Regions from separate parts of the Rattus norvegicus genome. Here all the other regions are linked to region 1. The links are chromatin contacts, called in public Hi-C maps. All regions are on one chromosome and are shown on one strand. The core of a region is the stretch at or near the end of the contact, and the rest is flanking DNA. Distances in the headings are between cores, read along the strand shown. Region 1 has its middle 210 kb from the start of Onecut1. Region 2 has its middle 200 kb from the start of Wdr72. Region 3 has its middle 280 kb from the start of Wdr72.

The links. Hi-C and Micro-C count contacts between places; a contact is called where the count stands out from the background.
Region 2: a Hi-C map of liver shows a contact between it and region 1, with 6 times the contacts expected there. The contact joins two enhancer-like sites. A contact is called at or near these places in 4 of 12 Hi-C or Micro-C datasets (hepatocytes, kidney and liver).
Region 3: a Hi-C map of liver shows a contact between it and region 1, with 4 times the contacts expected there. The contact joins two enhancer-like sites. A contact is called at or near these places in 2 of 12 Hi-C or Micro-C datasets (both in liver).

What each region holds. Positions count from the first base shown.
Region 1 is chr8:84,273,681-84,276,302 of GRCr8, reverse strand. No RefSeq gene overlaps it. Among named protein-coding and RNA genes, the nearest start is that of Onecut1, 210 kb to the left of the region's middle. Within about 2 kb of position 1,307, at least 2 of the 93 cell types and tissues checked have an H3K27ac peak or open chromatin away from gene starts, as enhancers often do. A contact at or near this core is called in liver, where this site is marked.
Region 2 is chr8:83,938,983-83,941,604 of GRCr8, reverse strand. No RefSeq gene overlaps it. Among named protein-coding and RNA genes, the nearest start is that of Wdr72, 200 kb to the right of the region's middle. Within about 2 kb of position 1,289, at least 1 of the 93 cell types and tissues checked has an H3K27ac peak or open chromatin away from gene starts, as enhancers often do. A contact at or near this core is called in liver, where this site is marked.
Region 3 is chr8:84,017,406-84,020,027 of GRCr8, reverse strand. No RefSeq gene overlaps it. Among named protein-coding and RNA genes, the nearest start is that of Wdr72, 280 kb to the right of the region's middle. Within about 2 kb of position 1,332, at least 1 of the 93 cell types and tissues checked has an H3K27ac peak or open chromatin away from gene starts, as enhancers often do. A contact at or near this core is called in liver, where this site is marked.

The DNA of each region.
Region 1 (2,622 bases), core at 58-2,557:
TTTTTGAAAATTTCATATACTCTACAGCCTATCTTGGCCATATCTATCATCCACTCCTCTTTCTCCAGCTCCCTATATACCTTCCAATTCCTCCCAATTTAATGTCCTAATAAAAATATACCCACTAAGTCCAGTTACCCCTGCTCAAATGAACATGTGTGTGGGGTCAGCCGCTGGGTCCAGATGCCCTATCCAGGAGCTGAGCATGGGAGCTAATGACAGCCGAACAGCTACTGGGCGACGCATTGCCTCTGAGCTGCTCCTTCCCAGCTCTTGGGTCCTCCTTGGACGCAGAGAAATACAGCGAATTGGATATTAAACACAAGTAACGGAGAACAAAATGGAAAGCGCTAACTGGCCTCATCTCTCTGGGAGGAAATTTTATTTAATCTGTTTCCTGTGACTGAGTCAGTATTTCTCCTTCTCTCCCTAACCAACAGAGATTTACAAGCTCTACATGAGCTTCATTGCAAATGGAGCTCAGCCGTGCACTCCAAGGCTCTGCTTCCTGCTTTCCAGGCACAGGAGGGCATTTTCCAGCCAAGGATCACATGGAGAGACAGAGAGATGTCAATCACTCTGTAAACCCTCCACCCATGTCTCTTTCTTTCCTTCCACATTCTCAGCACACAAAAAACCCTCTTATTGTGCTGAGTACTCCCATTTGGAGGGACTCACGCACTTCTGTGGACCAACTGAAGGTGAAATCTTGCCAGTGTCCAAGGACCTGGCAAGTCCTTGGGCCCCAGAGTTCTGGATAAAAGGTGTTTGTGGTCAGAGAAGGATGTCCTACACCCAGTTTCACTATTCTTCTTTTGTCAGGTTTGCATCTATTTGGAAGAATGAAGCACTATTTTCTTCATAAAAATCTACCTAAACTCCTGGTGTATCAGGATATTCATATGAACTATATATGTTTAGGAACTCTTGGTGAAGTTTCTTTTAGTTAATACCTTAGGTTAGCATAGAGTAATGGATTTCGCCATGATATTTTCTTACATAGACTGTGTTCTCTTAGCAAGCATTCTTCTCACCCACTGTCCTTCCTGTGTTCCCTATCTCCCTGCTCTACCTGGTTTCTTCTCTTTCTGTGAAAAGTTCCCCATCTTGCTTTCCTAGCACATGGATTAATCATTGGACAAGTTCTAGGTAGTTAAACTGACCAGCTGATGTAAAAATCTCTAACCAAGTTGCTTCATATTTGTGGATATGGTCTTTTGAAGGTAGCTCACTTGTGTTTTATAATGATTAGATCCTGAAACAGGTAAGTGACAGGCTTGAGTTGCAACATTGAAGTCAGCATTGAAACTGGTCCATTAATTGACACCCTGCTCATTGCAACAGCTCAGAGCCGCAAGACTGACCACAGTCTGCCTAACTCAGCTGGACCAGATTCTGGAAGCTTCAGTGGTTGTTCCCTGAGCCTTAAGGGAAGTTCCAACCATTGAGTTCCACACTGGCTTTGTTTGTTGTACAATAATTACCAGCAAAGAAAATCCAGTCCACCTGTGTTCCTTTGCTGCACTCTGTTCAAGGTTACAACTTGCCCAAAGGCAAAAAACAGATCAACTAAACCAAACCAAATCAGACCTGATCAAACCAAAGTAAACCAAATCAGCACAACTGAACCAATTAAACTGAACCAAATCAAACCACTGCAGACCCTAGCAAAACAACCAACTCAGATCAGGTCAAACAAAACTTAAACTGGTGTAAGGACTCTGGGGAAGCACCAAGACTCGGTCTAGTGGTTAACCTCTTCTGGGCATGAGGGAATAGCATGTTGTGATACAGACCAACCCGAAGTCTAACATATTCTTCCAGCTTTGTGAATCTGCTGTATCCTTTACTTACTCTATCCATGACCCCCACACCCAGGACACTTTGCTGTTCCGAAGAAGGGCAGAACTCCATTGGTCTTATCAAGTTTTTGCTGCAGTCTGACAGCCTTTGACCAGTTATGTCCTGCTTTCTTTTTCCAGGTAGTGGTGTTGGGAAATGAAACACAACATGGAAGGAACAGCACCAGATCCTGAATGGGACACATGCTGCGTAACACTTGGTTTTGATTTAGTGGATTGGAAGCTGCCCAGAGCCCGTGCTCTTTGCTTAGCATATGTGGGGAACAGGTCAACACTGCTTAACTAACAAATTAATTCAAGTGCTTCCTCTCAAGTTTGGCATTTGGACTCTAATTCATGGAAAACATTGACGTTTGCTTTCTGGTGAAGAGGGTGGTACCTTAGACTTTGGGCCACTTTTGGATGATGTAGTCATGAGATGCCTGGAGCAGGCTCATCGTCATAAAGGTGCACAGGGAGCAAATGATGTCTAGTATTGATTTAACCTCGGTGAAGCGTGCCTAGCTCCAAACTTTACTCCTGGTAGAACATCTGGATGTACTGTTCAGTCATGTTTTCTCTTGTGGCCCAGCTCCCACATGCCTGCAGGTCAATAGGCTTGCCAGCCTGGACTCCTATTACACCCTTATGGTGGCCTGTGCCATTGGCCAGAACTCTCTCAGAAGAGCAGCTTACTATCAGCTGGTGGAGCTGTGCTGCCATAAAGGACTGCAATGTCTCCATTGGCACCACAGGACAGCAAGTTTGAATGGCCAGAGAA
Region 2 (2,622 bases), core at 40-2,539, 330 kb after region 1:
GTGAAACAGTGGATTTGTATCTGGAAGCCCTGTTCTCTGTTTGGGTGGGTCTTTCTGTACATTACATTCTCCTGGTGTCCTCCTTACTCCAGTCCTAGCCTTGTATGCCAACTAAGCACAGTGCGTTTTTTTGCCTTTTGTGTTTTGTTCTTCAAAGCCCTATAATGTCTATGATCTGCCATTATCCTATCAGTCCTTCAAGAAACTGGCCTTATTACTTTTTCTATTCTACAGAATGAAGTAGTTTAAAATTGCTCAAAAAATTGGCATTAGGGGTATCATAGCCAGAACCTATTGTAGAGTATTATAGATATTTATGGAAGGTCCTCCTGAATGCTAGGGAACAGCCTCACTCATACTGTAACGAGAAAGGTCTTTCTTCCTTTCCAGGCTGCATCCTAACTTATTTTCCAGTGCTAATTATTTCATTTATCAATGTTTTCCCCCATGCTTGTATATAATTCACCATTCGCCTTTCAAGTGTTTATTGGTATTATAGTCTCTAATTTTCCTTTTTGGGTATTATTGGCTGAATAGATTGGCCATTCTCTGAGGTGAAGTCTCTATGATAAGTAAATTCTGCATTCTTAGAGGGTCTGAGCTTATTGTGTTTTAAGTTATTTCTATTTCATGTATTTGTGTGTGTGTGTGTGTGTGTGTGTGTGTGTGTGTGTGTGTGATGCGTATGGCACAGTCCATGGTGGAGGTTCAAAAAGTTGGCTCTCTCCTTCCACCACATGGGTCCCACATGTCACATACAAGTTGTCAAGTGTGGTAGCAAACACCTTTACCCATGGAAGTCATCCTGCTGGCATAGAACTGCAAAGTTTAGAGACATTCTCATTTTCAGTCAGCTTTCACAGATGAGGAAGCTTCATCGGAAGGTATACTAGCTACATTTATTTATTGGAGACAGAAGAGTCTACATTTGAACTGCTATGCTGTTATTTACTTGGTGACAAAGAATAAATTGTGTAACTCTTTTCACAATTTGCTTTCCTTCACTGCAAAGTTTCCAGAGATTAAAAATCAAAGCAAATCATGAAGGACACAATCCATTTTTTGCCTGATAAATATCCACTATAATCATTTTGGCAAGCTTGAGACTAAAGGGCCCCTGTGCCTGCTGTGGTAGAAGAAGGCATCTGGCCTGGCTTTGTACTTTGAGCTCCTTCTGCTGTTTGGAATTGCCATTTTGCCAGCTGCACTTCATCCAACACTGATGAGGTGGTTCAGTGTTTGTCTTTGGCTACAGCCTGGTCCTTGTGAAATCTCTCCTGATCTAGGACCTCATCTCCCCAGATTGCGAAGCCCAGTGGCTTCTGAAGCAGTCATGTTTCAAGTCCCTCCACACACAGTGTCACAGAACTATTAAATAGGGAGAGATAGAAGGGACTTGGGGTGCTCATATCTGGGGACTATCAGGAATCCTGCATTACCTGGTTTGTTAAATGCTTCAATGTTATTGATTTGCCTCTCACACATCTGGCTCTTAGGGCAGAAACATGACATGATCCCTGCCTGCTGCAGGGAGCCGAAAGCATGGCACTGTAGCAAGAACAGGTTTCCAGTTACTCAAAAACACTACAGGACATGCTAGGAGCTCACCGCAAATGAAATCAAGGCATTGTTTTGCTCCTAAGGCTTTTGAAATCAGGAGAAAGAAAACACATCTTTCTTTTTAAAAAAAAATGGAAGCAACAGCTTCAGGGAACAGATGTGTGTGTGTATGTGTGTGTGTGTGTGTGTGTGTGTGTGTGTGTGTGTAATCCTTATGACATGTATACATGAAATTTGAAAATGAAAATTTTATCAGATCTGTATGCTGGCATCTCTAAGTATCAAAGGTAGCTTAGATCTTTGAACTTTCACTGAGTGAGACGCACTTGCTGTAAGCAGTAAAGAGACAGAAAAGAACACCACACAGATTTTCCAGCCTCCCTCGTGGTTCTCTTAGTTGCTGCTTCTTATGATAACTGACATTTTGCATGTTGGTAGCGTGCAAATGAATTTTTTTTATCTTTCTATAAACCAACTACAGGTATAGTGTACAGATTTTTAAAGTATTCTCCTATCAAATTTCGACTTATTATTTGATATTTTTCTGATTTTTTCAGACAGTCTTATATAGCCTAAGTTGGCTTCTCACTCTCTGTACAGCTGAAGATAGATTTGAACTCTGGATCCTCCGCCCCCACCTCCCAAGTGCGCCATTACAGGTATGCACCGCCATATCTGATTTATGATCATATCGCTGGTAACAGAACTCAGGGCTGACTGCATGTGAGGCAAACATTCTACTGATTGAGTCACACCCACGGGCCAATTATTTGATGCTTTATTTAATAAATGTATTTATTTGATGCAAACAAAGGCTTGGAATGAAGCTCTCTCAGGCTTGTACAAGAATGGCCTATTCTTTCTGGTTCTATGGTGCCTTTGTACCTGGCTGTGCTGAGCTTGGAGTGTATGCCTCCGAGTGTGACCTCACTCACTGGGAAATGTGTCTCTTCAGGAAGAACCAGGTTCTTGCTTCCCAGCAACACAGCTTAAGTAAATGCACAACTCAGACAGTCAACATTACTGTCGCAAAAAAAATCTTTCCCTGTGTCACATCATCAC
Region 3 (2,622 bases), core at 83-2,582, 260 kb after region 1:
CTTTGAAAGATGCTTGTCTCTTACTCGTAGTCATTTTCCTGAGAGATCCTCACCATCAGTAAGAATTATAACTTCTGAGACGCTTTCTCTAATGAAATGCTATTTTCATTTTTATAATGGAGCTCGTGATTAGAAAGACTCTTTAATTGACTTGCTTTCTGGAGGTTTAATACGATTTTGAGGGTTTTTTTCCCCCCAGACAGAATGGCTTTGTTCGTCAGAGTAAGGCAGTGTGGTCCCTATCTGAGCTAGTTCAGGTCAAGTCACCCACACAAGCTTTGGCTGTGATTGTGGGCAGAATCCCTCCAACAGCTGACCTGAAACCTTACAGGCAGAATCTTATGCCCTGGATTACAGACCACAGATTACAGATTACAGTTATTAGTTTCCAGTTCCTGAGGGTTTCTTAGGCTCTGGGCAGTCTAGCACTACATAAGAATCACAGATCGAGTCCCACAAACATCTGTGAACATTACTCTCATTGAGCAGGAGAGGAAACTGAGTCTTGGAAAAGATGAGCAGTTTGTACAGTCTCGTAGCTACTTAGTCAGGCTAGGATTTGGATCTGAAATATGTACTGTCAGTTAATGAGATATATGCGTCTCCAATCTACTCAAGGACACAGGAGCACTTAGAGACCTGAAAAATTCTTCTCACTCATTGTCTCTTCCTAATTTCTCCTTGGGATGAGGGGAGCAGAAGACGGTTACAGTTTTTAAGGTTTAGATGCTTTCTAAACCCCAAGTGTTTCCTGGCAGACATCAGTATCTGAATTATTTTTTCTTGTGGCAGAAACAAAATATCTGACAGAAACAAAGCAAAAGGGTATGTGTATTTTGGCTCAGAGTCCAAGGGTGCAGTCTATCATGGCAGAAAAGACAATGGCAGCAAGGGCTGGAGGCAGCTGGTCACAGTGCACCTATCTCTCAGCCCAGAAGCAGAGACAGATGACTGCTGTGGCTGGGGTTGCTTTCTCCTGAGTTCAGCCTAGGACCCCATCCAGGGGACAGTGCTATCCACAGTGAGAGTAGATCTTCCTTCCTTAATAAAGTCAATCTAAAAACTTCCTCACAGACACAGATTTGTTTCCATGGTGAATTCTAAATCTTATCAAGTTGATAATCAAGCTTACCCATCACACCTGACAGGCAAGTTCTTGTAAATTGACATCAAACTAAAATTCATAGGTTGTAAAAATGAAATCTTAATTTGTATGCATTAACAAGAAGTAAATTATGTCAACTAATATGCTGCAACTGTAAGGCTTGAAGTGAGTCTTAACTACCGGGAGATCCTCCAAGTGAGACATGAGAACAGAGTTTGATTGCAAGAGGTTTATTTTTCCAAGGCATTGGGGTCAACCCTTAATCAGCCCCTCATGGTGAATGATTAGAAGGTGACCCCAATGGCTATAACAGTTTTTATACTTTTTAGGGGTAAAGGTTACATCAGCAAGGTTACAGTTTAAACTTATTGGCTAAGCATATTGACCTTTGAATCTATTGGCTAGCAAGCATATGACACGCATTCAAACTCTGTTTGGGACCAGAGGGTCAGGTAACTATTAGTCAGTACATTCTGCAGTTTTTCAAGAATGTCCCTGCTTCTCCCAAGAACTGTGAGTGGAGAATGGAACTTGGTCTAGCCTTGACCCAAGGCGGGAAACTGGTACTTGGCCTAATCTTGACCTGAGGTTGTGAGTGTAAGTCCCTAGGGTCCTTCACAAAGAATGTTTATTGATCAGTTATATTATTAGTTTCTTGTAAAAGTGGACCCTGAATCTATCAAAATTCAGTTTGTATAATTTTTATTCATTTCATTCATTCTATTCAAAATTTTGTTTTTATGTGTTTGTGTGAATATGTTCAATTTGGGTGAAGGAATCTGTAGAGACTTAAAATCAGAATGTAGGTCATTAGGGAGAACACCCAGTGCTCCTCTTGAACCATCTCCCAAGCCCTAGGAAGATTATTTTAAGGACCGATTTATCTTTAAAGAACACATTCAGAGCCTTATTGGACATTTCTCCCCCCCTCAGAAGTTCTTCACCACCTCAGTGACTTCAAATGTATGTATGGTGTAGGGGAAAGTGCTGACACTCAAACCCAGGGCCCAGAAATAGGCTAGTCAAGTCTTTCTACCACCCGGCTGCCTCCAAACTCTAAAGACGTAAAACTTCCTAGAAGTCCATAAATGAACAAAAGAAGACATTTTTCTGGGTTCCTTGGCTAGTAAGTGGAAAAAGGTAATCTGCAAGATGGCCAGCTTGACTGGACTGAGCGCTACCCTGAAGCCCAGTCAAGTGCATTTCTTGGGGTGTCCCTGAGGTATGTTTATGGTGGGTTAACCAAGTGAGGAGGCATTCGTGAATATGTGTCTACCACCCAACGGCCTGTGATGTTGGGTGGAATTATAGTGGAGACATTCTTTCCATGCTCAACTGTGAGCTGTTCCATTTCACCCAACCCTGAAACTGAGCCAAAGCAAGACTTCATCCCTTAAATTGTTCATGGTGGGCATTTTGTCATGTATATGTCAACTTCCATTAACATTCCAAGGCTGGTCTTGGAAATGTGGCTTAACACTCTCATTTGCCCTCTTTCCTTTTCTTACCACACAACC